6 separate regions of the Mus musculus genome follow, and regions 1, 2, 3, 4 and 6 are each linked to region 5. Evidence: chromatin contacts called from public Hi-C, HiChIP or PLAC-seq and promoter capture Hi-C data. All regions are on one chromosome and are shown on one strand. The core of a region is the stretch at or near the end of the contact, and the rest is flanking DNA. Distances in the headings are between cores, read along the strand shown. Region 1 holds the start of Med27 (mediator complex subunit 27). Region 2 holds the start of 6530402F18Rik (RIKEN cDNA 6530402F18 gene). Region 3 overlaps Setx (senataxin). Region 4 overlaps Ntng2 (netrin G2). Region 5 holds the start of Rapgef1 (Rap guanine nucleotide exchange factor (GEF) 1). Region 6 has its middle 57 kb from the start of Ntng2.

The links. Promoter capture Hi-C pulls out the DNA fragments that hold promoters and counts their contacts. Hi-C and Micro-C count contacts between places; a contact is called where the count stands out from the background. HiChIP or PLAC-seq counts read pairs in DNA pulled down with a chosen protein or histone mark.
Region 1: a contact with region 5 is called in an H3K4me3 HiChIP or PLAC-seq map of neural tube, with 3 times the contacts expected there. The contact joins the promoter of Med27 here to the promoter of Rapgef1 in region 5. A contact is called at or near these places in 20 of 39 promoter capture datasets (the 3T3-L1 cell line, 3T3-L1-derived adipocytes, HPC-7-derived erythroid cells and 13 more), 1 of 15 datasets of contacts at CTCF or cohesin (the NIH/3T3 cell line), 1 of 484 Hi-C or Micro-C datasets (cerebral cortex), 12 of 115 datasets of contacts at active chromatin or transcription factors (the 230-238 cell line, the NIH/3T3 cell line, bone marrow-derived macrophages and 8 more) and 2 of 9 other capture datasets (adipose tissue and embryonic stem cells).
Region 2: a promoter capture Hi-C map of embryonic stem cells shows a contact between it and region 5. The contact joins the promoter of 6530402F18Rik here to the promoter of Rapgef1 in region 5. A contact is called at or near these places in 12 of 39 promoter capture datasets (the 3T3-L1 cell line, the C10 cell line, the HPC-7 cell line and 5 more), 2 of 15 datasets of contacts at CTCF or cohesin (embryonic stem cells and large pre-B cells), 10 of 484 Hi-C or Micro-C datasets (B cells, Sertoli cells, bone marrow-derived macrophages and 7 more), 27 of 115 datasets of contacts at active chromatin or transcription factors (the 230-238 cell line, DN3 thymocytes, bone marrow-derived macrophages and 17 more) and 1 of 9 other capture datasets (liver).
Region 3: a promoter capture Hi-C map of hippocampal neurons shows a contact between it and region 5, with 5 times the contacts expected there. The contact joins the enhancer-like site here to the promoter of Rapgef1 in region 5. A contact is called at or near these places in 20 of 39 promoter capture datasets (the 3T3-L1 cell line, 3T3-L1-derived adipocytes, the C10 cell line and 14 more), 2 of 15 datasets of contacts at CTCF or cohesin (both in the NIH/3T3 cell line), 2 of 484 Hi-C or Micro-C datasets (cortical neurons and neural progenitor cells), 14 of 115 datasets of contacts at active chromatin or transcription factors (bone marrow-derived macrophages, embryonic basal ganglia, embryonic forebrain and 7 more) and 2 of 9 other capture datasets (embryonic stem cells and pancreatic islet).
Region 4: an H3K4me3 HiChIP or PLAC-seq map of forebrain shows a contact between it and region 5, with 8 times the contacts expected there. The contact joins the enhancer-like site here to the promoter of Rapgef1 in region 5. A contact is called at or near these places in 20 of 39 promoter capture datasets (the 3T3-L1 cell line, 3T3-L1-derived adipocytes, the C10 cell line and 11 more), 2 of 15 datasets of contacts at CTCF or cohesin (the NIH/3T3 cell line and large pre-B cells), 11 of 484 Hi-C or Micro-C datasets (B cells, the N1E-115 cell line, Sertoli cells and 8 more), 18 of 115 datasets of contacts at active chromatin or transcription factors (bone marrow-derived macrophages, embryonic basal ganglia, embryonic forebrain and 9 more) and 2 of 9 other capture datasets (embryonic stem cells and liver).
Region 6: a Hi-C map of neutrophils shows a contact between it and region 5, with 4 times the contacts expected there. The contact joins the enhancer-like site here to the promoter of Rapgef1 in region 5. A contact is called at or near these places in 11 of 39 promoter capture datasets (the 3T3-L1 cell line, 3T3-L1-derived adipocytes, cranial neural crest and 6 more), 8 of 15 datasets of contacts at CTCF or cohesin (the NIH/3T3 cell line, embryonic stem cells, large pre-B cells and 2 more), 86 of 484 Hi-C or Micro-C datasets (the AML12 cell line, the AtT-20 cell line, B cells and 41 more), 29 of 115 datasets of contacts at active chromatin or transcription factors (the NIH/3T3 cell line, T-cell acute lymphoblastic leukemia, bone marrow-derived macrophages and 18 more) and 2 of 9 other capture datasets (embryonic stem cells and liver).

What each region holds. Positions count from the first base shown.
Region 1 is chr2:29,344,665-29,349,680 of GRCm38.p6, reverse strand. It overlaps Med27 (mediator complex subunit 27), which reads right to left and starts at 2,871. Exons shown (of 8, transcript NM_026896.5): 1 at 2,634-2,871. The coding sequence starts at 2,836.
Region 2 is chr2:29,249,478-29,254,618 of GRCm38.p6, reverse strand. 6530402F18Rik (RIKEN cDNA 6530402F18 gene) reads left to right here and starts at 1,626. Exons shown (of 2, transcript NR_029460.1): 1 at 1,626-2,154.
Region 3 is chr2:29,146,889-29,151,363 of GRCm38.p6, reverse strand. It overlaps Setx (senataxin), which reads right to left. Exons shown (of 26, transcript NM_198033.2): 10 at 2,643-4,475; 11 at 1,257-1,356. Among named protein-coding and RNA genes, the nearest start is that of Setx, 24 kb to the right of the region's middle. Within about 2 kb of position 3,158, at least 1 of the 459 cell types and tissues checked has an H3K27ac peak or open chromatin away from gene starts, as enhancers often do.
Region 4 is chr2:29,227,422-29,232,562 of GRCm38.p6, reverse strand. Ntng2 (netrin G2) reads left to right here. Exons shown (of 7, transcript NM_133500.2): 2 at 4,342-4,985. Among named protein-coding and RNA genes, the nearest start is that of Ntng2, 18 kb to the left of the region's middle. Within about 2 kb of position 2,197, at least 9 of the 459 cell types and tissues checked have an H3K27ac peak or open chromatin away from gene starts, as enhancers often do. A contact at or near this core is called in forebrain, where this site is marked.
Region 5 is chr2:29,616,427-29,621,508 of GRCm38.p6, reverse strand. Rapgef1 (Rap guanine nucleotide exchange factor (GEF) 1) reads right to left here and starts at 1,789. Exons shown (of 26, transcript NM_001039087.1): 1 at 1,446-1,789. The coding sequence starts at 1,506.
Region 6 is chr2:29,188,665-29,193,066 of GRCm38.p6, reverse strand. No RefSeq gene overlaps it. Among named protein-coding and RNA genes, the nearest start is that of Ntng2, 57 kb to the left of the region's middle. Within about 2 kb of position 1,741, at least 30 of the 459 cell types and tissues checked have an H3K27ac peak or open chromatin away from gene starts, as enhancers often do. A contact at or near this core is called in the N1E-115 cell line, hematopoietic stem and progenitor cells, neutrophils and 2 more, where this site is marked.

The sequences.
Region 1 (5,016 bases), core at 1,622-4,121, 270 kb after region 5:
CAGGCTGGCCTCGAACTCAGAAATCCGCCTGCCTCTGCCACCCGAGTGCTGGGATTAAAGGTGTGCGCCACCACGCCCGGTTCGGACATCTTTCGAGAAGAGTTTTGCAAAGGTAAAACAGAACAAAACAAAACAAAAACCTAGGGACAAACAAGAGAACGCCTAACTGAGGCGTTCTAATCTCAAACATGCCTGTCCAAACCAGTCATGGTAGCCCACACCTTTAATCCCAGCACTGGGGAGGCAAGTGTGATATATCAAAGTGAATTTGAGGCCAGCCTGGTCTACATAGGGAGTTCCAGGGCTACACAGTGAGACAAAATAAACATTTCCTGCTGTGGATGAATCTGAGTTGTTACACCCCAATATTTAAAAACCTTAGAGCTTCTTTGTGCCCTTAGGTTTGTTTTCCCTCAGGAATGGCAAGAGACGGCTATATTTTGTTTCTCTGTGTAGCCCTGGTTAGCCCTCTCATGCCATTCCAGAGGCAAAACAAACCTAAGGGCATAAGGTTCCTTTGCAAAGGAAGCTGTAGGTTCCCTAAAAACTGGGATGTAACAACTCTGATTCATCCACAGCAGAAGATGTTTAGGACCTTGCAGTAGAGTCTAACACTGCCTCCCATTCAGGATTTTTTTCGGACCCACATGCAGATCACTCCATTTGGCAAAGCAGCAAGTACCTGAATAAATCATGATTATTTATCATTTCACATTTCAGATTTGTGCACAGTGCTTCACAGATGGCAAAGCTTAGCAAAACAAAGAAGACATAAAATAAACACCATCAAGGGGGCTGTGTCAAACAAGCTCACTTCAGTCTAGCAAGAAAACTAGGGAGACACTTGGGAAAGTGGGCGAACGGTGAAATCACGAATTCTGGGGAGCCAGTTCCCAGCAGCCAGCAGGACACTGCTAACCACTCCCATGCTGCATCCAACCTCAAATCTTCAGCCACCTTCTTGGCACTACTGTACATTTAATAAGTCAAAGAAATATCAACATTACTAAAGTTTCTAAAGTGATAAAAGGCTGTGACATCCCATTAGAAAGCAGGGCAGAGATGACACACTTCTTTAATCCCACCAGCACCTGGGAGGTAGAAGCAGGGGGGGTCTCTGTGAGTTTGAGGTCAGTCAGCCTGATCTAAAAAGAAACTCTGTCTTAGGGGGGGAAAAAAGCCTCCCTCGGGGGAGTCAATGGAGTGGGGGTAGGGCATGCCATTGTCAAGCTGACAGAACAGGTATGTGTGTAGTTTAAGGAGGGAGTGGAATACGGGGAGGAAAGGCACACAACACTTCACTACTTCCTCCTCCATCCTACTTGACTAGTTGATGGGTGGAGGGAGTCCTGGGGGTTTGCCTGCCTGACACACAGAAGGCACGGAGCTGGAACCAGGCACTATAGAGGAACATGAGGTGGAAGAGAGGAAACCCAACCTGACCAGATCACCAAATGCTCAATTTCAGAAGTAAAAAGCTCAAATCCAAGCCGGGCGTGGTGGTGCACGCCTTTAATCCCAGCACTCCGGAGGCAGAGGCAGGCAGATTTCTGAGTTTGAGGCCAGCCTGGTCTACAGAGTGAGTTCCAGGACAGCCAGGGCTATACAGAGAAACCCTGTCTGGGGGGGGGGGGGAGACCTCAAGTCCTTCCATTCTAATTTCTAAGACAGGAAGAAAACACAAGTTCAGGCACAGAAGACATGCCTACTAAACTGTGTGTGGTGGCACACACCTTTAATCCCAGCAGATTAATCCAGAGAGGCAGAGGCAGGAGGATCTCTTGTGAGTTTGAGGCCATCCTGGTCTACAAATTGAATTCCAGGACAACCAAGACTGTTACCCTGAGAATCCCTGTCTCAAAATCCAAAGTGCCTTCTATGCATGGCATCTGAGTAATGTCTTCTCAGCAAACTCTTAATACACTAATGATGTAAAAGGAGTCCCGTGAGGGAAATATGTAATCCCCAATTATTAGGGGTTAACCTGCTCAAACATTCCTTTCCCGTTGTAGTGAACTGAGTCCTCTGAAACTGAACCTAAATAAATTCTTCCTCTTAAACATCCTAATAGATGTAAGACTGTATCTCTCGAGAAAAGAGCTAAACAAAAGGAATGATGGTGACTGGCAGTGAGGAGCAGGTGGCTTCGGAGGGGAAATGGAAAGAGGCAAAGGTAACGGAGGTAGTCTGAGAATGAGGTGAGGTGGAACTGATGAATTCTAGGCTCTGAGGATGGGAACTGGAGCTCATCGGATCGAGAGGTACGTAATTGGGCCTGGGACAGTGTTGATGGGGAGACTGGCCCGATGTGATGGAGCCCAAGGAAAAGGTCTGATAAGATCGACGAGGTGGAAGTTCCTGAGAAGAGGTTTCCTCATCAGATAGGACCACTACAGCGGGAACCGAGGACCACAGATGACAACCAGGACGAAATGGCCAACAGAATGAATACTAGGTAACGGGACGGGAGACAAGGAGTCCCTGAGAGGCTGACTAGGACCGGGAGATGAGCGAAAGTGACAGCGGACTGTGAATAAAGGAGAGAGGCCCGTGACTGGGCAGACTGGCGCGGGATCCGGGCGGGACAGGTGCCAGAAGGGTCCTCAACCCCGATCCTTTCAGCCAGTACCTACTTGAGGTCCCGGTTGACGGAATGCAAGTTGTCCTGGAAGTTCGCGATGAAGGCCTTCTCGCGGCCCTCCAGCGTCTCTTTGTTGCGCATGCCATCCTTAAGGCAGTCGAAGACCCTACTCACGCTAGAGCGTAGCGCCTGGATGGCGCTAATAGCCTGCGAAAAGGCCTCCAGGTTCACACCAACGCTCAGCACGTCCGCCATGTTGCAGCTGTCACAGCCGGCTTTCCAGAGTCCACAGCCTGAGCGGCGCGCGGCGCTTCGTGATGACGTTGTCCTAGGAGGGTATTGGGATGTGTAGTTTGCGACGTGGCTCCCATCCAGGAAGCTCTAGCGAACTTGGAAAAACAGCGCCAGTCTGACTGAATGAGAGAGTTGACCACAAGTTATGATCTCCATCTAGGGAAGTCATTTTGTCCTCTCCTTTTGCTTAATAGTGAATGACAAAGAAATGCAGAAGCCCACTGTGTATCTCCAAAATTTGAACAGTCACATAGGAATTTCTCAAAACAATAAAATGTCCCCAGAGTACATGAATGAGTCCATATTCATAAATAAAGGGGAAGAACTCTCTTACCTGTAGTAAAATGCCAACACATAAATGAAGGCAGAGTGATACAAGAAAACTGCCACTTGGCAGCCTAAATAATTGGTTAAGGTATGAATCAATTGATGTTTTTTCGAAACAGCAAGGTATTCTATATAGTTTCAAAACGTTTTTCTTTATGAAACTTAAAAGGAAATAGAAAACATTTGGGCTACATGAGGACCTGTGTCCAAAAAGTAAATTAACAATAATAATAATAATAGAAATTATGGTATGTGTCCAAAAGAATTGAAAGCAGTGTCTAAATGAGATGTTTGTACTTCCATATCCACCGCAACCTCATTCACTATAGTCAAGTGTGAAAGGAGCCAGATATCTACCAACGTATAAGCAAATAAGCAAAATGTGATTATATATGATACAAATTGATATATACTGTGACATCAAAATGGACAATATACCTTTCAAGTTAATGGAAGATCAAAACAGGGAAAATAGACCTTGCAGCTTAGGGGATCTGTTTGCAGTTAAGACAGTTAAGAATAAGTTCCTCTGTCCTGTGCAGGCTAAAGTTTCTGTTTGTAATTAAAGAATAAGTTCTATTTGCCTCATGTTAAGTCCTTGCAAGTTAGGGTTTTTATTTGTAATTAAGAATAAGTTCCTGGGACTAGAGAGATGGCTCAACGATTAAGAGCACTGACTGCTCTTTCAGAGGTCCTAAGTTCAATTCCCAGCAACCACATGGTGGCTCACAACCATCTGCAGTGGGATCAGATGCCCTCTTCTGGTGCATCTGAAGTCAGCTACAGTGTACTCACATACATAAAATAAAAATAAATCTTAAAAGAAAAAAAAAAGAATAAGTTCTTGTTCTTTTTGTTTGGTTTGTTTTTGTTTGGTTTTTCGAGACAGGGTTCCTCTGTGTAGCCCTGACTGCCCTGGAACTCACTCTGTAGACCAGGCTGGCCTTGAACTCAGAAATCCACCTGCCTCTGCCTCCCAAGTGCTGGGATTAAAGGCGTGTGCCACCACTGCCCTGCCAAGTTCTTGTTCTTTAGGTAAGCTGCAAAACACGTTTTCAACCTCTACACTAAACTCGTGACCACATTCACTAGATGAGCATCCCTCCCCTTGTTCCTCCCTTTCATTGCATCTTTCTAACAGTCGTCTGTGTGAGCACTCTCCTATAAAAAGGACCTCAAGGGGCTGTGTATTAGTCAGGGTTCTCTAGAGTCACAGAACTTATGGACAGTCTCTAGATAGTGAAGGAATTTATTGATGACTTACAGTCGGCAGCCCAATTCCCAACAATTGTTCAGTCGCAGCTGTGAATGGAAGTCCAAGGATCTAGCAGTTACTCAGTCTCACACAGCAAGCAGGCGAAGGAGCAAGAGCTAGAGCTAGACTCCCTTCTTCCAATGTCCTTATATTGTCTCCAGCAGAAGGTGTAGCCCAGATTAAAGGTGTGTTCCTTAAACTCCAAGATTCAATCTTCTGGAATCCATAGCCACTATGGCTCAAGATCTCCATACCAAGATCCAGATAAGGATCTCCAAGCCTCCAGATAAGGGTCACTGGTGAGCCTTTCCAATTCTGGATTGTAGTTCATTCCAAATATAGTCAAGTTGACAACCAGGAATAGCCACTACAGGCTGCTCTCCCAAATCCTGACTTGGGGTGAGTCAGCTGGCTAGCCACTCTAGATTCACCCCCAAATAGATTACTTTAGTTGGACAACAGTGGATTTGGTCTTTTCTCCTCTAGATTCTCAGGTTTAACATTACCTTTTTTCCTAAGAGGGAAATTCTGACACATGCCAATCAGATAACATCCTAAT
Region 2 (5,141 bases), core at 377-2,876, 370 kb after region 5:
TGGTGGGGTGGCCCTTCTTTGAAATCTGAGGATGTGTTCAAGTTGGCACTCAGAAAAGAAAGGTCTTGCCAGTCACACTCGACAGACAGGGAAACTGAGGCTCTGAAAGAACTTGTGTCATGCCACAAATAATCCAGCAAGCCAGTCAGTGGGGGAGCATCCAATTAAGAACATGAAGATCCATCTCCCAAACCAAAATCTTACTTAGTTGCATGACCTTGGCCAAGCCACTTAAGGTCTCTAAACTCCAAGTTGAGGTTAAGTCACACAGCTTGGGGAAGAACTAGGGACCAGTGCACACAGGCCACTTTGCATGCAGTCTGACATGAAAGGCACTCTATAAATTGTTTGTTATTATTATCATCATCATTATTACCAATGACAATCTTTAATTCTTCATTTCCTGCTTGCTTTGTCACAAAATTCCAAATGTTATAACCAACAGAACAACCCTCTGTTAAGATTTAGGGGGAGATGTTGGGAGTAGGGAAGGGTTAAAGTGGGTGTGAGTGGAGGCAGTGGGGTGGGGGCTGAGGTACAAGCCAACCTAGTGACACCCTCTGTGACCTTGGACCAGTCTCTCTCTCTCTCTCCCTCTCCCTCTCTCTCTCTCTCTCTCCCTCTCTCTCTCTCTCTCTCTCTCTCTCTCTCCCCCCACCCCACCCCCTCTAGGTCCTTTGTTCTTGATGCATCCAAATGACATCTCCGTAAATACTGCAGCAAGAACCCACCCAAAGGGGACCAGGAGCACCCCCAAAAGACCCACAAAGCGCCCCTGGGAATACCAGGAAGCACTCTTACAGCCTGCACACAGCCTGGCAGGAAGCCTCCAGGGGGCTGAAGAGAGCACAGGGCTGTCCTAGGGCAGTCAACTCAGTGGCCTCTGCCCGGCATCTGCTGGAGTCCTCCCACGTGGTCCTCCCAGGCCTGCCCCAGGAAGGCAGAGAGCTCCTTAGCAAAGGCCCTCCTGCCCCCCTACTCTGCGCTCCCTGCAGAGCTGGCTTGGCTTCTCCGTCAAAAGCAGGGCCCATCAGGCTGGAGGCGGCGATGTGTCAGCTGGTATTCATGCTTTGGTTGTGCGCTCAGAGCGCTCCCCCTCCCCAGCTCCCCAAATCCACCCACCCACCCCTTTACCCACTGCTCAGGGCCTTCTGGGTGGCAGCGCTTCACACAGAGAGAAAGAGACAGAAACCGAGGAGCAGCAGCCTAGAGCCCTGGCTGTGGGGGGTGGGGGCTGACTCACTTGGCCCCCTCCCTGGTGCCGATGGGGCAGCCCCCACACCCCTGGGCGCTGGCACCGAGTCAGGCCCCACAGTTGGGAAGAAGGGAGATGCAGCTCCGCTGTGCCTGACCCGAGTCCGCTGAGGATGCACCCCGAGCTCAGGGACCGGTTGGTCCTCGGGCCGACAGGCGATGTGTAGGCAGCGACCCCCCACAGCAGGCTCACTCCGGCGGCCGCCTGCTGGGGCCACCCTGGCCGCGGGCCCGCCGGGACACCCCTGTTCGCCGCGCCCCTCCCCGGGCCGAGCTCGTCCCCGGAGCCTCGCAGTATTTCCTTCCTGCACCTTTAAGAAGACCGTTGCTCCGTGGTGGGATGGTGTGTTAAAGCCACACAGAGGAAGTTACGCAGCCCGGATCAGACCGGGAGATAAAAGCCCCGATGGTGACCGTGAGTGATGGCAAGAGGATTTAGCCTCGGCATTAACTTGGAGCGGAGTGCAGGGGGGCGGTGAGGCGCCCCGCCATCTGGCCGGCGCCGCGCCAGGGGGATGTTCAGGCGCCTGGACCAGCAGCGGCGAAGCCCACCCAGGCCAGGGGCTGAGTGGGGCGCGCGTGCAGGTTCTCCCCTGGCTGCCCAGGGGGCCCCAAAAGTTTGCACTTGTTAACAGCGACCTCCCGATCGGCCCGGGAGGGCCATGCAAGCCGCGCGGTTGGCCCCCTTCCCTGGCCCGCGTCTCCGGGACGGCTGCGGGCGGGCCCCCCGGCGGCCCGAGGGTTCCCCAGCCCAGATCTGAGGGTGGCCACCGCAGCGGCGGCGCGGGGCAGGAGTCTCCAGCTCTCAACCCTGCGGCCCGTGCGCCCACCCAGCACCAGCCAGAGGGTGGCGGTCTCCGGCCTCTCGGGGCTCGCTCCGGGAAGCTGCTCCGAGCCCGGGTAAGGCGAGCGGGGAGCGCCGGGGCGGCGGGCGGGGACGGAAGCGCCGCAGTTTCGCCAGGGTGCTTTCATTTTGAAAAGGCTTCGGCGACGGTGCCAGTTCTCCCCGGACCAGGGAGTCACTCGGAGCCTCCTAGCCGAGGTTCGGACGCAAAGTTATCTGGTGGCGGCTGCTACTAAAGGAGGGCTGGAGCCGCGGAAGAGGGGTGTGTGTGCGCGCCGGGTGCAGCATCTTTAAGAAGTAGAGTAGCTAGTCTTCTCTCTGGGCTCCCCGCCACCCAGCTCGTCTTTTTCTATCCGAGCGCCTGTGTGGGGAGGGGATGGGCTGTTGCAATAACGCTGCTTACTCGTGTCTATGAAAAGTAAATTAACCCTTCTCCGCCGGCGCTCCCCTCCCTAATTTAGTCTCCTCTGGGCTCTAAAGGCGCAAGGAGAACTCTTGGCCAGTCAGGTTAGAAACTTCTTTCGGTGCTGTGGAGGGGGTCGGCAGGCGGAGAAGGGGGCTCCACCACCGTGGAGAGTCGCACTCCAGGGAGAGCAAAGACGGGAAGTGGACCTCCAGATCTCGGGTCCGCCCGTTTCGGAGTAAGTTGCGGGTCTTTGCTGGGGGATGGCGGCGACAGGGTCTCCGCGGAGCAGCGCCGGGAAAAAGAATGCGAATAATTCCCTGGAGCTTTGCTCGGTGTCTTTTAATTAAGGGAGGCGATGTCAAATGAGGGGGCAGCCTGGATGCTAGCCTGGCCTTTATTAAAGGCGTGATTATTAATTGCGCCGGTGGTTTGCACCGAACTTCGGAAAGGCAAAACGCAGCGGCGGTTTGTGCTCTATGTGCGGTGCACGCCACTGTCTACGCGCCCGAGCTCAGCGCGGACTCAGCCAGACTCCTGGGTGTCTGCGGGCCTCAGGCTAGCCCCGCCCGTCCTCAGGGACCTACACGAGGCGGCCTCAGCTATACGTCCTCAGAGCTGGGTGTTCTGCCCCGCCCCCAAGAGCCCAACTTTTTGGGGCCCTCCCAGCCGCTGTGAGGGTGACAGGGAGAAACCAGAGTCTGGAGAAAGCTCCCTTCCCAGAACTGGGGACACCGGGACACCCGAACCCGAACGTCCACCAAGGCAGCGGTGAGCGTGGGACAACCCAGGGCGGGGTGGGGGTGGAGGGGAGGTAACCGCCGGCCGTGGGGTTCCCCTTCCCTTCCCGATCCTTCCTACGGCCTCCAAAGCAAGTTTCAGCTTGGGTAATTCTTCTACCTTTTGTCCAGCCTGGGTAGAAGAATTAACCTCCGGTGGACTGCCCCCCCCCCCGCCTCCCCATCATCCCCAGGGACCCTGCGCCCCGCAGAGGCAAGTTTCCCACAAGGAGAGCGCACAGCCCGAGACTCCGGCAGAGCCTGTTGGCAGTCCGGCCAGCTTGGAAAGGCGCTAATTCAATAAGACAGAGAAATCTGAGTTCAGAAATCCTGATAAAATCTAATTTTCGGGTTTTAATACCCAGGCTATCAGACCCCCCCGCCTCGGTTCCTGAGGACTCTTAAAAGAAAATAAAGCGCATTGATTCCATTTGTTTCAGAGAGCTGCAGTTTCTTAATAATATCAGGTGAAGATTTATTTTCCAAGGAGAAAACGATCCGCGAGGATGCAACCTCTTACTCGGAATCTCTCCCCTGCCGGTTCCTCGCTCCCTGCTATCCACCTCGTTTTTTCCGCGGACTCTTGCCCGAGTCCCCCGCCCTTTATTTTCTTTTTGGCAAAAAATCTACTGTAATTTTCGAGTGCCGAGCTCACAGTGCCCCCTCGATGCCAGCAACGCCCAACTGATTGACGGGTTGTAAACACATTTTCCCCTGGCAGATTTTGTTGTTTCCCCCACCCCCCATTTTCTAGGGATTGTGTGGTGCTTAAACCAACAAAATTGCAAAGCAATTAATAGATTTGCAAGTTGCGCCGCTTGCTGCTCGCTGGGGCTCCGGCCTCAGGGCCTCGGGGCCTCGTTGCCTCCCCACCCGAGCCGGAATCCAGCGCTGTCCCAGCCAGGAGCAGCCGCCGGCCCTGCAGATGAAGCCGGCTGCTGGGCCCGCCTTGAGAGCCGCAGCCTGGCGCTCAGGTCGTCCCCAGCCGTCAGGAGCGCCCTACCTGTTAGTGAACAGTCGGGAGCCGGCTGCTGGAAGAATTAATTAGGGGCATGCTGCTTTCTGGGCAGCTCAGAGCTTGGTTGGAAACGTCCAAACCATTGCCGCGCCCGAGTTACTTTATTTGTACTACATTTTCTCTGGTTGGAAAAAAAAAAAAATAGACGCTTGGTCACGTTCTTCCAGGGAGTTTTCTAGCAAGAAGTGAGCCCGGGCCCGGGTCTAGAGCAGGTTTCTGTTTAAGCCGTCAGAGGAGAGGTGTGAAGTGTGGTCTGGCTGGGTTCTCATCCATCTGTATTAGGAGTCTTTCATCCCAAGAGGGGGCAGGGCGGTCTTAACCTAGATGGATGAGGCCCACTGCAGCCTGCAACAGAACACTGGCTGGGGGCTTACCCCTGAGCAAGGAGCTCTCTCAGCCAGGTTGGACCAAAATGTCCCATCCTCCTGCCTGTCATCTGAGGGCAGGAATGTGCTGTGTCTGTGTGGCAGTGTTTCATATAAACACAATTAACTCCTCTGGGACTTTTGGTATATAATGGCTAACAGGGGCTTCCTTCAGGTGAGAGTCAGGCCGCCATATGTGAGGTTAGGGAATTTAAAGGCAGCAACTGTGAGCATTATAACCAGAATAATTAATAACAGAGACTTTATTTATTTATTTACTTACTTACTTATTTACTTTCTTATTTTCTACATCCATCACAAAACCTTTGCTCCCGTTGGCCAGGGGTTTTGGTGGGGGTCCCATGCTGCCCAGGACTCTTGATTCTCCCATGTAGCTCAAGCCTGGGAATACACTAGAGTCTGAGAGTCATGTGTTTCTAGACGCAGTACTCCTATTAGCTATATCTATTTTCGCTTT
Region 3 (4,475 bases), core at 1,909-4,408, 470 kb after region 5:
GAAAAAACAAACAAAACAAACAGGGAAGAAAAAAAGGGGCACAACACAGATTGTGGAAAACAGTAACTTCACAGAAGATACTCAGCAATCAAGTGATCAGACTGAGTTGCCACCAAGAAAAGCTATTCTTCTGTTCTATTTTTACCAAATGCATAAAACCTCAAGTCTAAGGTAACATCTGGGAAACAAAGAGTGTGTTCTACAAACTAACTGGTAGAAAGAACATGCAGTGAAGACAGGCTGAGGAGTGAACTACGCTAGACCACTGGGGACTGAGAGGAGACAGCACAACTCCAGATGTTTGGACTTTAGACTGGATCCCAGGACAGAAAACAGGCATCACTGGGACCGCAGCTGTGTTATGAATGAGGCCTCTCTCATACTCTGTACTAGAGCAATGCTAACCCCTGATTCCATCACTGTTCCATGTATGTGAGATTTTAACATGTGAGAAGGCTTGTTGAAAACTCTGTGGAGTCTGAGTTCTACATTTCTGTAAACTCTAAAATTTGAATGTGAAAAGTTGGTTCTTCCAACCCAAGTTCCCGGGTTCATCACCTAACCCACTATAAACCCTCTTCCACGAGAGCTGCTTCCTAACAATATCAGGGTTTGCTTCACTCACAATCCACAAGAGTTCGACAACTACAAAACCAGCTCTACCATAAATGTACTAGTATCTCCGTGGATATATTATAGATTTGGTATATAAGAGGCACTCATTTCTATTGTATTTTACTTGTCACTCTTCACTGATTTAATAGTACAAAAGTCAGGTGTGTTGTGTGCAGTGTGCCTTGAATCTCAGCACTCAGGGAAGCAGAGGCAAGCAGATCTTTGTGAAATGAGGGCAGCCTGGTCTACTATTGAGTTCCAAGACAGCCAGGGAGACACACACAGAAGAGGCTACCTCAAAAAAACAAAACAATCCAGTCACATGTACAGTTTACTTTTTATCTGTTCATATTTTCTCTATATATCACACACACATGCACTAAAATTACAGAACTTATTAACTAAACTTCTGACCATTTGTTCTTTTTATCTCAATGTTTTCTGCCTTAATGTCTCATTGTAACAAGAGCTAAATGAGATTGAGTTTACACGGCTGTCGTCATGATCACTGGCTACTGTCTGTACTACTGGTGAAAGCTATACATGCTCGTCCCACTGGTCTACCTTACCAGCCCCTGGCATCTCTCAAGTAAAAATTTCCAGTTATTATATTATATATTCCAAGTTGCATATGAACTTACTCAGAAACTCCCAGTATTTTTTATAGTCAGCTGGAAATTTTCGTAATTGCAACTGATAGAAATTCTCTTTATTTGGAGAGCTCAGCCATTCCTGTGCCACCTACACAAAGCAAAAGAAGAAACTAAGAAATAAAGAACATGCTAAAAGCTACTACAAACAAACAGCAAAATGTTCCAGTGGGCTAAAGGAAAACAGAACAGATCCCAAGTGAAAACCTAAGAGTCAGTCTGTGAGGTTTATAAAGTTGTCCACAACTGTCCTGCCCAATTTAGCAGCCATTAGTCACATTTGGTTATATTTGTTAACTGAACTTTTAAAGGCTAAAAAATACTATTCCTCAGTTGAAATAAGACACCTTTCATGTTCAGCAGTCACCTGTGGTTCTGATACTGTTCATGCGATGCTAGATCTTACTGGTAGTACCTACTTCACAATGCGATTATCTGACCTACATTTCTCTCAACCTCTGCAATATTGGCACAAGCACTCTTCCTGTTGGTTTCTATATGTCACACGTACTAGTAGTCTTCCAAAGGCTCAAATCAAACCCAGAAGTATCTTTGAGATCTTTTGTGAGTTAAAAATGACTACTCCTAAGCCCAAATTTATGAAAGAAAAATTACTAGTGTAAAAAGGCTATATTTAACATTTTTTAAACAAGCAAACAAACAACAAAAAAAATGACCTTTGAGACTTTGTTTTGTTTTACAATAACTTTTTGAGTCAAGTAGCTAAATCTGCAACTGGCCATCAGTTCCTGGTAACCAACAATTCTTAGTGCTGAGCTGCTTCTACTCAAAGTTAACCAAGCAGCTACTCCTCTTTGGGGGGGCGGGGGAACGACACACACAACCCCATCATCACACTCTGCACCATTTTTGGCTAGAAACATCCAGAGGAGCTTTCCTGCCATGTACTGCTCCAGCCTAGAAACCAGGAGAGGTGAACTCAAGTTCTACCTCACTCCTGGCAGACAGTAAACATAACATAACCAGGTTAAGCCTCCAAACAGAGTCATCTTTTCAATTTCCACTCATCAGTCATATATTCTAAAATGTACCCTTATAGCCTTTCCATCTCCACAGCTACCACCCAAAGCCACTATCATTTTACCCCCAAGTAGCTGTAACCAACCTATAACTAGTCTACTAGACCTGTTAGCCTTTCCACAGTTTATTCTCTACCCAACAACCAAGGATGTTGGGTAAGGATAAGCTACTGTGTATTACTAGTCCCTGGTCTAAATACTGACCAACTCCAAATCTTCCAATACCTTCTCACTGAAGTGAGTATAGACTCAAACTTATAGAAACTTAGAAAGCAGGCTATATGCTTATAACCATTTCTCTATCTACAGTAGGGGCAAAGAATTAAAGAATACTTACTGTTTCAAAAGCATTCAATATAATCAAAGGTAGAAAAACATTAAAATATTCTGCACAATCTTGAAATCGGACAGGCACAGGTCTTGAGATAGACTGACAGAGACTTGTTGGAGCACCACACTTATCAAAGTTCAAAAACATTTGGTATTTCCATTTTAAGACCTCTTTAATGAAGGTGTCAAAGATAGACTGCGATGGCAAGAGAATATTCACTGGAGAAGCAGCTGATGTAGGCCTGTTCTCACTAAATGTAAGCTTGCAACTCTGTTTGCTGGAACTGCTTGGAGTCTGAAAATGAAAAATATTGCATAGACTTTTCACCTCAGCCACTGGCTTCTGAGAACCCATGGAAGAGGGTGGTGTCACCTTCAAATTAGGCTGCGCTCCACTTGACTTATTTTTTAGTGCTGACTGCTGAAGTGTAGTACTTTCCAAAGACTTGGAAAGATTGGCAGTTCGTGAAGCGCTGCTTGAGCTAAATATCTTGGTAGTAGTAGGTCTCAAGGGCCTGGCTACAGAAAGAGGCAAGCCAGGTTTACGGAACAGGCCGTCATCTGCTGCTTTAGCTTCAGAGTGTCTTGGGCAGTATTCACCCTGGTTTTTTGTAGTTTCGACACAGTCTTTGTATTTACACTTTGTGATACTCAAAGACTCCAACTGAGGCCGACTTAAAGAATCTTCTCTCTGAACTGTATCTTTTTTATGAGCCACGATAATGGTTTTATTTTCCAACTGTGAGCACAGATCCATATCTTGAGGATCATGTTGTGTTAGGAATAAGTTGTCATCATCATCTGTATCACTACTAGACGCTGGCTCTGCAGCTTTCACAGATGCCACCTCCCCAACTTGAACTGTGACAGCACCTCCATCCACAGGGTCCTCTGAAGCAGAGACCATCACCACATCTGTTGGCACTCCTCCACTTAACACTCTAGATTCACACTGGTTCACAAGACAAGTTATACCTGTCACCCAAGGATCAGAAGAGGCTTCTGCCACTTCTGTTTTGGAAAGCATGCATTTTGCTAACTGTTTTTCATTACTGATGGCAAGTGGCTCACTTACTCTATGATCATCTGGCTCATCAGAGTCTGCTTCAAGTACATCTGATCCCTGTACTATGCGTGACACTCTTACAGTATCAGTATTTTTGTAATCAAAGTCTCGTTTTTTATGTGATCTGGATCTCATAAGCCTTTGAAATTGAAGATCCTGGCTTGTCAGAAGCTTCTTATTATTTTTGATAGAAAGAGTCTGAGGAGAAATTAATTTAGCTTTCTTGGGGGCGTCAACTACTCCAACAGTCTTCCCGTGGTCACGTAATTGGACTATACACTCCAGAGACCTCTGGGACAACTCAAATGCCTTCCTAGGGGCTTTTTTCAGACCAAGTTTTTCAACTGTTGAAGTTGGCTCTGGACACTGACGAAGCTTCTTTGGTGGCACAATAGCAGGAGAAGTTCTACAACTTATGTAACATGAACTCTTAGACTGTCCTCTTCTGGTGTCTGAATGTGTTTTCTTAGTTGCCTTAGAGGCTGGAACTTTCCTAACAGGTTTTGAGTGAGTTCGAGATTTTGTAGACTTCTGTAAAATTGTAGAATCTCTCTCAACACTTGAACTGGGAGTTGCCATCCCCATGTCTGCACTCTTTAAATCACTTTCAGTAAGATCTCTGCGATCAGGCAATTGATCAGTTCCAACAGAAGAGGAAGGCCTCTGAGGATCTTCAGCTGTAACTTTGTCATAGCGTTTCCTCTTAGGTTTTTTTACTCCAGTTTTACAAAATTCCTCAGCAGAAACACTACTATGTGGTCCTGCATGCTCTTT
Region 4 (5,141 bases), core at 948-3,447, 390 kb after region 5:
CCATCATATCCAGGGGAAATGACATTGGGCTGGTATATACTCAATGACTATAGCAACGGCATCTGCCCCCGGCCCCGCCATCACTGTGATCCTCTGGGCTAGCTGTCACTAAAGCAGTCTGTGTTCAAGGTGGTCTGTGTCATGGAGTCCCTGGGTCCTCAGCATCTCCCAGCCTCTACCTTCATCTCCTTCCCACTCCAGCTGACATGCACAAATCGGCTGTGTACATCTGTCACTACTGTATGGTACCATCCCCCCGATTTCTCATACAGGATCTCACAGAACACAGGACAAGGAAATAGAGGCTCAGGAAAGTCACATGACTTTCTCAAGGTCACAGGGCCTCTCTGAGGAGCTGAGCTAAGTAGGGCTGTTGGACCATAGAACCAGTTTCCTTAATGACTCCAGACCTAAACAGGGAGCTCTAACCCTTAGTCCAGAGGAGGCCCCTAGAAATTATTTGGGCATTGTACGTGGTGGGTGACTGCAATGGGGGGGGGTACTAAGGTTTTTTTGTGTATGTGTGCATGTTTTTGTGTGAATATATGAATGGAGGCCAGAGGTCAACCTTAGATGTCATTCCTTAGGCATCACACACCTTGGTTTTGAGATAGTGTCTCATTTGGTGGATTTCTGAGTTTGAGGCCAGTCTGGTCTACAGAGTGAGTTCCAGGACAGCCAGGGCTACACAGAGAAACCCTGTCTCAAAAAAAAAAAACAAACAAACAAAAGAAGAAGAAGAAGGAGGAGGAAGAGGAGGAGGAGGAGGAGGAGGAGGAGGAGGAAAGGAAGGAAGAAAGAGAGAGAGAGAGAGGGAGAGAGAGAGAGAAAGGAAGAAAGGAAGGAAGGAAGGAAGGAAGGAAGGAAGGAAGGAAGGAAGGAAGGAAGGAAGAAAGGAAGAAAGGAAGAAAGGAAGAAAGAAAGAAGAAAGAAGTTGTCTCATTGGCCTTGAACCAGCCAGTCATGCTCAGCTGCTGGTGAGCCCTGGGGACATTTCTGCCTCAGCCTTGGCCACCAGAGTATTAGAGTTATAAGTGTGGCCATCTTGTCTGGCTTTTTTTTTTTCTTTTAAAACTTTTTATTAATTCGTTGTGAATTTTACATCATGTACCCCAATCCCACTCATCTCCCTGTCCTTCCCAAAAAAAAAAATTAAAAAAAAAAAAAAAGAACAAAACCAAAACTATCTCACCATGGAAGCTGCGATGTGCCACAGTGTGTCACACAGTACACCCTTTTGTGCACACATTTTTACGTGCAAATGTTCATTGCAGGGAATCATTGGTCTGGTTCAGGGCCTCCGGCTTCTGCTACGCTGTCGACACTGGATCCTCACAGGAACTCCTCTTGGATGTCTTGTCATTGCCCTGTGTCATGGAGATCCTGCAGCTTTGGATCTGCAGGACTGGCTCCTTTACACACTCCGACAGGTTGTAGATGAGGTAGATGTTGGGTGGGACAGCTCAGAGCCCTGGATCAGGGCCTGGGAGGTAGCTGACTTTGTCAGCTCTCCTGCACTTCTCCACCACCTACAGCTTTCCACCACCAGGACCAGCTCGCCAGCATTGCTCCAGCTAGCTCACCCAGGGCCACAGCCCGCAAGGTCACCAGGCTTTTGAGTCTCCAACTTAAGTCTCTGCAGCAAGCACTTTGCTGACTGAACCATGCCCCAAGAACCTAAGGCTTTGAAAATAAGAGGTGTGTGCACTTGTTTTGTTTTGGGGTGATAATCATTAAATAGTCAGAGAAACAAGTGCTAGCTTTGAAATCGTCAGTGCTTAGCTTGAGTTCCCTTCTGCAAGGTGCCCAAAACTCGTCCAGCGTTGGCTGCCCTTGTCAGACCACTTCATCTGGCTGTTTTCATTAACATGTAATCTGCTCTGTAGTCTTGGATACCAGAGACCCAGAAGGCTGGCAAAGCCACCATTGCCTCCTACTGTCCTCAGCTGTCCCACTTGGGTGGGGACAGGGCTGGCTGGAACTCCCAGGGAGGTCTCCTCAGTGTGACATGAAAAGCAAGCCGGGGCCCGAGCACACTCGTGTTCAGAAAGGCTTGGTGAGGACACAGCCCATGCCTCCTTGGTGGTGCAGAACTCTGAGGTTTTGGGGTGGCTGTGCGGGTGAAGAAGCTGGGAGGACTGTGCTGGCAAAGCCTTCTCTGCAGCCGGCATGAGGCTGGTAAATACACAGGCTCATTCATTAGTGGCTCACCATCTGCTTCCCAGGGGCTGGGGTGGGGGCTGGCAGGGCCCTGCAGGTTGGGCAGCATGGGTCCTTAATCAGGCTGGAGTCCCCAGCCCCTGGCAGTGCCCCATGTATCCATATTCAGTGATAGGACCCCTGGAACAACTGATGGCTTTGAGGAACCGTGTGTTCCCCCACCCCCTAGCCCAAGGACCAGTAGCAGGCTGGGGGTAGGTAAGGCAGGGGGCTGGAAAAGGATCCAGCAAAAGGTGCTGAGGTGGGGGATATGTGTGTGACAGGAATATTGACAGTCAATATATGATGGACAGACATTAATACAATCACCAGGGGACCCTGTGGCCTAGAAAAGGACATGGTTTTCAGAGGTAAGTGAAGTGGGTAAAAAAAAAAAAAAATACAAGTTTGTGGAAGAGGTGTCTTTGAGGACACCCTGGAAAAGCCAGGGTCGTTAACACCTCTCTGAGCTGCTGCCCCTCCCACTTAGCTCACTGGGATGAACCTGCCAAGAGCTAACATCTCCAGTAAAGGCATCGACTGTCCCACAGGTTCAAGACCAAGGTGCTGGAGGTGCGATACAACCTCTCTCCGTGTGGTGATGTGGACACCTCCGCCTGTGTCTCATGGCCCTTTGTGTGTGTGTGTGTGTGTGTGTGTGTGTGTGTGTGTGTGTGTGTGTGTGTGTGTTTGTGTGTGTACGTACCCCTGGTGTTTTGGTGTGTGTCCTAATTCAGGGGCTTTTCCTAGAAGGAGAAGGACCACCAAAGGGCATCCTTCAACTCTGTAAAGACTGTCTCAGAACACAGCCTACTGCCTTTAGAGGTTGTTGAGGGCTAGGCATTGACATATGGATTTGAAGGGACATGGCTGAGCCTCAATGCAGGCTCACTACAGAAGAACAAGTGAGTGGGAGAGTGCCCAGCCTGAGTCAGGCTGAACCCCAGCTCTCCCATCCACGTGCAAGCTCTATGAGTGTGTCTGCCAACCACAAGCAGGCATGCCGCCCTGGGCTCCGTGTGTCCCCCATGCTACCTGGAGCAGAGCATGGAGGGGTGACCTCCTGGTCAGCCAGCCGCAATCTGTTGCTTTCTCCTGGTCACTGGGCTTGTCACGGAGCCTGTGGCAGTCAGTCAGACTCTTCCCACTCAGGACTAGGTGTGAGACCAGTCACTGGTGGCCCAGAGTTACCAGTGATAGTCACGAAAAGCTCCTCCATTCTCATTGTGATTTGTAAGACACTGAGGCAGTGTAGGGCTGGGGAAAGAAAAGAAGCCAGACGATAGGGAGAAAAACAGATGAGGAAGAGAACAGAAAGAGGGAGGATGAGAAAAGAGAGGGCTGAGGAGAGGGCTTTCTTCTCAGAAGTACCTCCAAATCCTGTGAGAAGACCTGGTTTGTCTTGCCTACTCTGGGCCTCAGTTTCCCATTCAGCAATGAGGTGCTATACTGGTGAGAAATTCTTGTACCCCAAGGTTTCGGGCCTCACCCATCCTCAGGGACAGGCAGATGGGTGGACATTGGCACTGCAAGGAGCCAAGGACAGAGCTATTTTGGTGGGTCAGGGCTTTGTGGGTCCTGTCTCAGAAGCCCTAGGCTAGCTGTGCCCAGGTGCCCACAGAGCAGCCCTTAGACTGCCTGTGCACCAGCTATGACCTGTGGAGGATCAAAGCCCATGGCCAGTGGCTGACTGCAGTGTTGCTGGCTGGGGTGGCCAGGGGATGGTGGCAATGTGTCCACCCCCCTCAGGGGCCTCATGGCTCATTAGAGAGTGAGAGGTTTTTAACTCAGAGCCAAGCTACTTTGTCTCTGCACAGGCACCTGAAATATTCATCAAAGTGGCCGTGTGGACTAGGGCACTGTGAGGCTGTCAGTAACAAGGTCTGTTGTTTGTTAATTAGTAGGCCTAGCATCTAGGACAGTTATGGGCTTATAGAACACGCAGTAGAAAGTGCAGAGTACCTAAGACCCCCACCTCATTATCTTACTATGCATCTACTATCTGTGAGGGGCAGGCACTTCACTCCTGCATCCAGGGCTTGCTGATGGCTAGCAAATGTCCAGCCTAGCACAGGGCAAGCACATCGTAGGCCCCTTCCACTGACCAGCATCTACTTCCTGACAGACTCCCTTCCTCTGCAGGAGAACCCCTACCTGTGCAGTAATGAGTGTGATGCCTCCAATCCCGACCTGGCCCACCCGCCCCGGCTTATGTTTGACAGGGAAGATGAGGGACTGGCTACCTACTGGCAAAGCGTCACGTGGAGTCGCTACCCCAGTCCACTAGAGGCCAACATCACCCTCTCATGGAACAAGAGCGTGGAGTTGACAGACGACGTGGTGGTGACTTTTGAGTATGGCCGGCCCACGGTCATGGTCCTCGAGAAGTCCCTGGACAATGGCCGCACCTGGCAGCCCTACCAGTTCTATGCAGAGGACTGCATGGAGGCCTTCGGCATGTCTGCCCGACGTGCCCGAGACATGTCACCCTCCAGCGCCCACCGGGTGCTCTGCACCGAGGAGTACTCACGCTGGGCAGGGTCCAAGAAAGAGAAGCATGTGCGCTTTGAGGTAAGGGACCGCTTTGCCATCTTTGCCGGCCCTGACCTGCGTAACATGGACAACCTGTACACGAGGATGGAGAGCGCCAAGGGCCTCAAGGAGTTCTTCACCTTCACTGACCTGCGCATGCGCCTGCTGCGTCCTGCGCTGGGTGGCACCTACGTGCAGCGAGAGAACCTCTACAAGTACTTCTATGCCATCTCCAATATCGAAGTCATTGGCAGGTAAGGCCCGGGGCACTGGGATGTCACTCGGGATGTCAGCTGTTTCCTGTAATGTTGTCACCTGGTACCTTGCTGTCTCTAGGAATGTCTGGGTTTGAGAGATATTATATGCTATTTGAGATGCCACCTGGTTCTAGACATGTCACCTGTTACCTG
Region 5 (5,082 bases), core at 540-3,039:
CGGCACGCGGTTGCCAGAAACCAAACCAGGCTGCTCAGGAGCAACAAGTGCTCCTGACTGGTGAGCCGTCTCTCCAGCGCATCAATGCTATTTTTAAATAAATCATCCAAGTTTCCCAACAGTGCCATTCGGATGAGACACTATCAGGAGTTCCTAAGCAGGGCTGCACAGATGGGTCAGGGATATTTCCAGAGCAGCACGTATTCAGGAAAGCGACTCATAGTCACTAGACAAGGCCCCGGGGCAAGAGGACAAGGAGACAAACACCCCAGAAACAGCATCTGAAAAGGAACAGTCCAGCCACGGGAATGCTATCCTACTTCTTGTCAGAAGACAGATGTCAATACCCTACCTATGCCCCTTGCTGGGTGGGCTACAAACATTCACTGAACCTCTCTGGGTCCTGAAAACAGAGACCATACTTTGGCAGGCAATCTTCAAGTACGTTTAATAAACAACACAACCCAGAGACCAAACACAGAATGAAGACACATAGCTCAAAAGAGAATACCAAAACGTTTGTCCCTGTGTTTAAACCAGGGCTGCAAAAGTTACATTCATTGCTGGTTGGTCCCCTGCTAATATACATCCAAATATCCTCAAGTCCACCTATGAAATGGCAGCTTCCAAAAATTAGTGCGGCCGAACACCTTTTCAGGTTCTTACAAGTCTGCCTTCTCTACTAAGTTTCCAGGATAACTGGGTATCCCCACTGTGACAACCCCCAACCCAGGCCCTGGACCACTCACTGCCTACCTTACCTACCAGCCAAGAACCCGCCCTCCCGTAAAAGGAGTCCCTGCTTGACGGCTAATTAAGCTCTGGGCCCCATATGCACAACAGTAATTGACTCTCGGGAGTATCTAACTCCCAGAATATGCAAGCCGGGGGGCGGGGGAAAAACTGGGAGGCGACTCCCCAAGATTTCCAGGAACACACAAAGAGATGAGGTTTGCACCAAGATCGCATCCACCTTATTCCCCCATCCCCAATGACTCTCCACTTGCCCTGCTTGCAGAGCAAGGCAGAAATATTAGAGGACAACTTGGCTGCTCCCTGAAACATCGCTCCAACACACCCTAGCCTGCTGTCCTTTGAAGCCACCGAAGTGGACACTTGTGGTTAAACTCGAGGCTCATTAGGAGTGACACATTTTATAACTGGGCTGCCGATCACCTCTGGAGCGCGCCTGCTCTTCTGCATGCGGTCGGGGCCAGGCCTCCTAAGGGTCCCGGGCTCCAGCCATTGTGGGATGTTCCAGGGAACAAGGCTACAGGGACCTCCACTCGCTCCCCCAGAATCCTGCTAGCATCACAGGCCCCCCGCCGCCGGGCAGGCCCGGTTCAAAGATGGCCCTCGCGGCGTCGCTGCCAGGCTGGGGCCCGGACTGGGGGTCTAGCGCACGAGGCCAGGAGGCGCGCCGCCCGCCCGCCCGCCCGCCTCACCTGCTTTCTCGATCTTGCCGGACATTTCCGGGCTGCGCCGGAGGCCGAGGCCGCTGCTCATCAGGGCCCGGCCCGGCCGCTGCGGGATAAGAGGCCGGCGCGCCCGCCGCTCTACTGGACCGGTGCTCGCCGCGCCTCACACTCGCGCCGTCATGGCGGGCTCCGCGCGGCCGCGGCTCGTGCGCTCGCCGCCCGCGCTCCAGCCCGCACCGGGCCTGCCACTCCGCCGCTCCACCTCCCGCGCAGCCGCCGCTCCGGGGCCGCGAGCCGCCGGCCGCAGCGCCGCGCCGCCGCCCGCCCGCCGGCCTGGGCCCCGCGGCCACGGCGCCACCTGCCGGAAGCCCACCGCGCCGCTCGCGCCACAGCGCCCCCTGATGGCCCGGAGCCGAACTAAGCCTGGCGCGAGGCGCAGCGCCCTCTACCGGCTTGGAGTCCTCCGCGCCACAGCTCGGTATAGACCCCACCCCTTTCCTCAGACACAGAGAAAGAGATCAAACCTATGACTGACAGCTCCAATTCAGGACTTCCGCATGCCCTCCCATCAAAGATCAGAGCCTCCGGTAACCCAGAGTTTTCCATCTCAAGTTGTGGGCTAGCTTTCCGTGTCTGTTACCCAAGTTCAGCATCCTCCTCAGGCCCAAAGCTCCTCTAATTGATCCTAAACTAGACTCAACAACACTGAAAACACAAGAAGCCTGCTCAACAACGTTTGGGACTGCCACCCACCTTCACCCCGTCATCCCCCATACACACTATGTGAGTCTCAAGGGCCAGTGAAAGGCAGAACCTTTAGCCAGATGTGGGCCCCGATCCTCCAAGCCAAGGCTGAGGCCCAGACCTGGAGTGACACAGAAGATCTGGTTTGCTTTGCTCACGAAACCCTCCAATGGGAACATCCAGCTTAAAGAGCAGTCTTTTCTAGTATGCAAATGAGTTCGTTTACAGTTCATTTTAGGCATTCAAAGAACCTTTGCTATGTATGATGTCATATCCTACCATGACTAACCCAGTGGATTCTTCCCTTCAAACAAGCTCATGAATAGGTTGGAGAGTCAAATCATATCATTAAGTATTAGTGAGCAATACGTTTTAGCAAGACAAGAGATACAGGGAAGGGCGCTCCCTGCTCACTGTTTTTAGCTAAGATGGAATTCACATCAGCAGCGAGTGTGCAAGCACATGTGTGCGCGCACAGAGAGAGAGAGAGAGAGAGAGAGAGAAAGTGAGTGCTAGGCTAGGGACCATCCAAGATAGCTCAGCAAGTAAATGCAACTGCTGCCGAACTTGACTAGACCTACACGGCTGAGGGAGAACCAATTTCTGCAGAGTGTTCTCTGACTTGCACACACACATATACACACACACAGAGACACACTATGTAACTTAAGAACACTTAGAAGTCTGCTTTGCCTCTAGATATGTAAGCTAGTGGTAGGGCAAACCTTGAGAGATGTGCAGGGAGAAGTTCAGGGTGACGGATGCCACCAAAGATTTCTATTTCCATCTCCCTATACTCTACAGTCCCCTGATTCTGTGACTGAGGGCTGCCTACAATCGGCAGCCAAATTTCCAGAGCCATGGGTCCGAACCCTCTAGGGGTCAAAGGCCAAGCCAAAGATTGACAAATTCATTTCCCTTTTCAAGTTGACAAATGGCTGCTCAGGGCCAGAATGGCTCTGCTCTGCTCTGGTGGAAGCTGCATCAGCAAGGCAAAATTGGCGAATCGCTCAAGGCCCGCCCTCCAGCTCTCCCTGGGTGCTTAGCCTTCCAGACTTCTGAGCTCAGAGCGTCAATATTTCATGCCCCAAATTCTGAAGTGAGGAATGGAACAATAAATGTAGGCGCAGTCAGGTTTGAGGTTCCTAAGAACAAGATCAAATCCATGTGATAAATTGCTGCATATCAGATAGCGAGGAATTTGCAAAAAGTATCGATGCCAAGCAGACTCGTAGAACTTGCTTCCTAAGGTTCCAAGGTGCTCATAGCCATAGTAGCACACACTCGGGATTAAGAGCCAGCTAATCGAGGGTGAAAGCCTCCCTTTTCCTTGCCTTAACTTAGCTTGTCCTCCTAGGCCACTCCAGCTGCTAGAATGTTCTTGCCCCTCCTCTCCACGGACACGCCACCATCTTTCGGGTTTCTTTGTTATTCACCCTTAGAACCCTTCCCTGAGGCCCCACAGTACCAGCTTCCTCCTGGTTATCAACCAGGTGCTGGCTTTCGTGGTCAGAAACTCAGACAGGAGCTGGGTGCGCACACCTTTAATCCCAGCACATGGGAGGCAGAGGCAGGCTGATTTCTGAGTTCAAGACCAGTCTGGTCTACAGAGTGAGTTCCAGGACAGCCAGAGAAGAAAGAAAGAAAGAAAGAAAGAAAGAAAGAAAGAAAGAAAGAAAGAAAGAAAGAAAGAAAGAAAGAGAGAAAGAGAAAAAAAGAAAGAAAGAAACTCAGGACCCAGTCAGATCCAACTGCAGATAACCAAGATACAAGTGATGGCCACATGCTCTGGGCTCAGGCCACCTCTCTACACACTGTCAAAAGCAATCAATGTGTTGTCAGTTCCCAGGGTCCATGTCTAGGGCTCACAACTGTCTATCACACCAGCTCCTGAGGCTCCGAGCTTTCTAATGCACACACAGGTGTGCACTCAATAAACAAAATTTTAAGATACTTTTTTAAAAGCAAAAAAAAAAAAAAAAAAAAAAAAAAAACCAAAAAAAAAAAAAAAAAAAACCCCAACCAACCAACCATCAAACAAAAAAACCAATCTGACATGAGGGGCTGAGGGCTCAGTTGCTAAAGTGTTTGTCATGCAAGCATGAACACCTGAGTTCAAATCTCTGGCACCCGCCAAAAGCTGGGCACAGCAGTACACTCCTGTAATCCTAGTTCTGGAGAGGTTTGGAAGAGGGTCCTGGAGAGTCACTGACCAACCAGGCTAGCCAAGAAATGAGATCCAGTTTCAATAAGAGACCCTGTCTCAGAAGTGTAACTTTAATGTTTTCAATCCTTATTTTTAATGATGGCTCTTAAACGCTTTAACCTCCCTTCTAGCCCACCACCCACCAGAGGTAGTGGAAAAGAAAGGATGCAGGGAAGTGGACCTGTATAGAAAGGTTCTTTGGAACAAATCCCATCTGTGTTGTCTGGAAATCGGCAGTTCAGTTCACAGGTCAGCAGGCAGTGGCTGCTCCATCCACTCAGTTCAGTAGAGTTGGGATAACAAGCACGAATCGGCAGCAGTAGCACTACCTAGCAGAGACAGCCATGCCTCAGCCTCAGCTGGAGTCAGCAGGAGGGACCAGGAGGGATGCCAGGAGAAGTTGCACAGCTAGCTCTACAAGCCAAGCACTGTCAAGTTATTTTTTTTTTTACTTTGATTTTTTTTAATTAGGTGTTTTCTTCATTTACATTTCAAATGCTATCCCAAAAGTCCCCCATACCCTCCCCCACTCACTTCCCTACCCACCCACTCCCACTTCTTGGCCCTGGCGTTCCCCTGTACTGAGGCATATAAAGTTTGCAAGACCAAGGGGCCTCTCTTCCCAATGATGGCCAACTAGGCCATCTTCAGCTACATATGCAGCTAGAGACATGAGCTCCGGGGGTACTGGTTAGTTCATGTTGTTGTCCCACC
Region 6 (4,402 bases), core at 492-2,991, 430 kb after region 5:
TCTCTGCTCTGATCCCCAGCCTTAGGTTTCAGGAGTCAGTTCCAAGCTCTAAGGGTGGCCTCTGTCAGGTTCCTGGCTCTATACATGAACCCCAAAATGCATAAGATATAAGCAGAAATGACAGACAGGACTTCCAGAAAGTTCCTAAAAGCCCTTCCCCCAACCCTGGCCCTAGCTCCTCTCCTGCCTCTCTTCCTGGCACTCAGTCTGATGGGTGGAAGCAGGAGCCGGCTGGCTGAGCGTGAGCGTGGTGCCTCTAGGATGGTAAGCAGAAGCTTTCGCGAAGAGCCAGGCATGCTGCAGCCCAAACTTCTGAAACTGGGGCATAAATGCTGTGAGAACCAAGATCGTTGTTTCAGGCCCTAAATCTCTGGCCCTCCAGGCTCGAGAGCCAGACCCCAGAGTCCACTGAATTCAGAGAGAAACCAAAACACCCAGCTCAGCACACAAAACCAACACCCAAGCCTGGGACATACCTCCCCAGAGTGGGGTGGGCCTCCACCTTCCTGCAGATGGGGCACAGAGAGTGAGCTGATGCAAGCCCACCTTCCTGCAGATGGCTGGGATGCTGGGGTGTGGAGGAGGATCGGAGTTTGAACCACGGTGATTGGAGGCCCTGCCCTGGAAGCAGAGGAACGGGGATGTATGTACATAGTAGTAAAGGCGGAGGGTCTCAGGGAGACTCGGAGAGGGGGAAATGGGACAGGGAGTAGGAAGGGCCCAGCCTTGGTCTGACCCGTGGGTTGGGTGGGGCTGTGTAGCTGGTACGCTATCCTGGCAGAGTTCTTGTCTTGAGCAAGGGTGTTGCAGTGCAGAAGGAGGCCCTGAATCTGTTAAGGGGCTATGGTAACAGTGGGGGCAGAGCCTCCTTTCTGCAAGAGGCTGTGAACCCAATACCAAGAGCTACTGCATACACATACCACTTTATGTCACCGGGAGTATCCTAGGACACTGGAGGAGCCTGGGAGGAGAGGGGGACCCACACTGTCCTTTCTGACCTCTCAGCTGGCCTTGCTGTGTCAGCATCCCTAGGACTAGCCAGTCATCTACAGAGCAAAAGGCTGTTACAGCTCACTGTAAATCAGAATGGCATCACCAGTCCCTACAGACTGCTCAGGCCCTGACCTCCAGCAGACGGAGTGTTGCCAGGAGACATTTGGGAAACACTGATTATCTTCCAGACCATGGAGTAAAGGAGAAAACAAAGTCACCGAAGCCAGAGTCACAGCTCGGCTTTCCACAGTGTCTGGTTCCCCAAGGCACAGGCAGAAGGGGAGGCACCCTTGGCCCAGCTGGGCTCATAGCAGCACCCACCTGAGACAACCTCATGTTTTTGCCTTGGCACTGCAGCCTGTGCAGCTCCTAGTGGCAGAGATGGGGAAGCCCTAAGCACCAGGGCTCCGGTGAGGCCAGCAGTGCCCCTGCCTCAAGTGGTGATGTCCACAGGCATCTCTCTAGTAGAGGCGGGGAGAAAGGAAGTGACTTGCTTAAAATCATGATTGCTAAGGAATGGGTGAGATTGCCTCTAAACCCTGCATGCCTCTCCAAGCCTCTGTACACCACTGGGTCCTCTCTGCCCACCTCCCTCTTCTACTCTGAGTGGGGGATCCCTGGGGAGCCTGGCTTCATCCCATCATTGACTGCTGGGAGCCAGGGGAATGCCCCCCCTACACAAAGGCTGCCTTGGCCCTGCCCCTAAATAAACAGGATGCTGCGTTAGCAATCTTTGTCTCCGACCATGCTTCACAGTTATGAGGCATTTATGGGCATCTGGGGAACAACTCGCATCTCTTAAAGGTCTGGGAGAAATGGGGTGTGTGGAAGGATCCGGCTGGTCTCCCCAGAGTGAGGCACCTAGCCCATCCTAGCTCATCTTAGGTGGGGATTGTAAAAGGGATGGGCCCAGACAAGACAAGATTAACCGATTCATTTTTCCTGTTGAAAGCACCAATTGCAATGTGTAGGGAAGTTAGAGAGCATGAGAAAGCTAGCAAAACCTATGTGTGCTTTGAGACAGATGTGTGCTCTGCAGCTCAGGCTGGCAGAGGACTCCTGATCCTCCTGCCTCCTCAGCTTCCTTTGTGCCAGGATGACAAACGCGTGTCAACTTCACCCAGCTAGTAATTTTTATGTTAAAATTACCCACAAGTCTCTACTCGGAGCTAATAACTGTCGATGTTTCTGGTGGACACTTCTAGTATTTTCTCTAACAAGCACCCCTATGGGAATTAATCTCGATGCTGGGATTACGAAGGCACTCACTCTGACCAGCTTCTGTGTGTGTTCTGGAGATCCAAATTCAGATCTTCACAGCTTTGTGACAAGTGCTTTACCCACTGAGCCTTTGGTTTTTTGAGAAGTCTCTCATTGAATCCGGGGCTTACCAATCAACTGGTCAGGCTGTCTGTTAAACTCCAGGGATCCGCCCTTCCAAGTGCTGTGCTTAGCTGAACAAGCAGGTGGCCCTTGGGACATAGCCAGGAGCTGAGATAGGCACTTTCCTTAGCTGACCCGTGCTTACATGGCTTGCCGAAATAGAATAGCTACACAGACAGAGAAGATGGCAGCCCAGGACAGGGGCCTGGAGCTTGCCACCTGCATTTGTGTCACTCCGTGTCTTGTCTTCTCACCTGTGAAAAGGGACACCGACCGACAGTAGTACTGGTGTCCCAGGGACACCTCTGAGTCAGTGAGTTTGCACTGGTGGGGTGGTGAAGAACATGCCTGGCCTAAGCCAGTTGTCAGCCAATGTCTCCTGCTTTATGGCTTGGTTATCCTATCCAAGGTCCAGCCTCAGTGTGAGGAGGGTCCTGAGAAAGGGGTGGATGCCGCTGTCAGTTCAGGTTCTCTCTCTCTCTCTCTCTCTCTCTCTCTCTCTCTCTCTCTCTCTCTTTCATTGCTCCATCTGGTCAGAGAGAACCCAGTCTTTTATTTACTAAAATTACATTAATCAGATCTTTTGACTATTGTTAATCATTTTCTAAAACACAAAAAGATCCATGGTAGCCGGGCGTGGTGGCGCACGCCTTTAATCCCAGCACTCGGGAGGCAGAGGCAGGCAGATTTCTGAGTTGGAGGCCAGCCTGGTCTACAAAGTGAGTTCCAGGACAGCCAGGGCTACACAGAGAAATCCTGTCTCGAAAAACCAAAAAAAAAAAAAAAAAAAAAAAAAAAAAACATGGTTACATAAATTCTAAAAATCCCAGATTACTCCCCACAACCCCTGATTCTTTGAAATAAAAACTAAACACAAAGCAAAAGTACGTTTCTTTATTGCTTGCCCACAGTGTGTTCCTCACCGGCAGCTGGCACAGCTCCTGGGGTCTCCTGGTATGGTAGACAGCAGTCGTTCCAGTGACGTTTTCACGTGAGAACAGAAAGATGGCAGCTGACTGACGTTAAAACGATTCCTGACAGAGTTCTTCGAATCTATGCAAGCAGAGCAGCTGGCTCGCTCCGATCTCTAGGCACGGTCCTCCACGTAGCGAGGAGCAGGACCAACTCTTCATAAGCTCGAACATCATCTCCAATCTTCTTTTCCTTATCCTAGCAATTCCATGGCCTCGTGTCTGAAATTGACAACCTCTCTGTGAACGCAAACTCACCAGCCCAGCGTCCTATTCCCTTAAGCCACACTCTCCTTCTAATATTGTTTTGTTTCATACACACACCTTCCTCCTACAAGATAAACCCATCTGTCTTTTTTAAAAATATTCTTCCTCCTTTTCCTATCTATGCCTTTTCTTCTCTATCCCTGGAGTCCCCAGGTTCATCCTAGCTGATTAATACAACAGTCATTGGATCAGAGGTACATGAGTCTTCTCGTATAATCCCAAGTTTAAGTCCAAGTCACATAATGAGCGGTTCTTACAAGGGCCATGTGAAGAATGAAAAATTACTGGCCTCTTGTGAGAACATGAACTTTCACCTCGGAGCCCACCCCCTCCCATCTGGAAAACATACTTGAGAAAAACATTTTCTGGAACAACCACAGAATGTTTCAACAGGCCAGATATATTGCCAATCATAGGATATGACTCTTTGGTTGAGTAAACTTGTGGTTGTTAAACTTCCCCTATTCCCTCCCCATTCCCCCTCCCAGTTTGTGGTTTTTTCCTTTAAAAGCTTGTGAAAAATTTGAGTCGTCGTCGAGACTCCTCTACCCTGTGCTAAGGTGTATGAGTTTCGACCCCAGAGCTCTGTGTGCTTTCATGTTGCTGCTTTATTTCGACCCCAGAGCTCTGGTCTGTGTCTTTATTAAATCTTACCTTCTACATTTTATGTATGGTCTCAGTGTCTTCTTGGGTACGCGGCTGTCCCGGGACTTGAGTGTCTGAGTGAGGGTCTTCCCTCGAGGGTCTTTCATTTGGTACATTGGCCGGGAATTCGAGAATCTTTCACA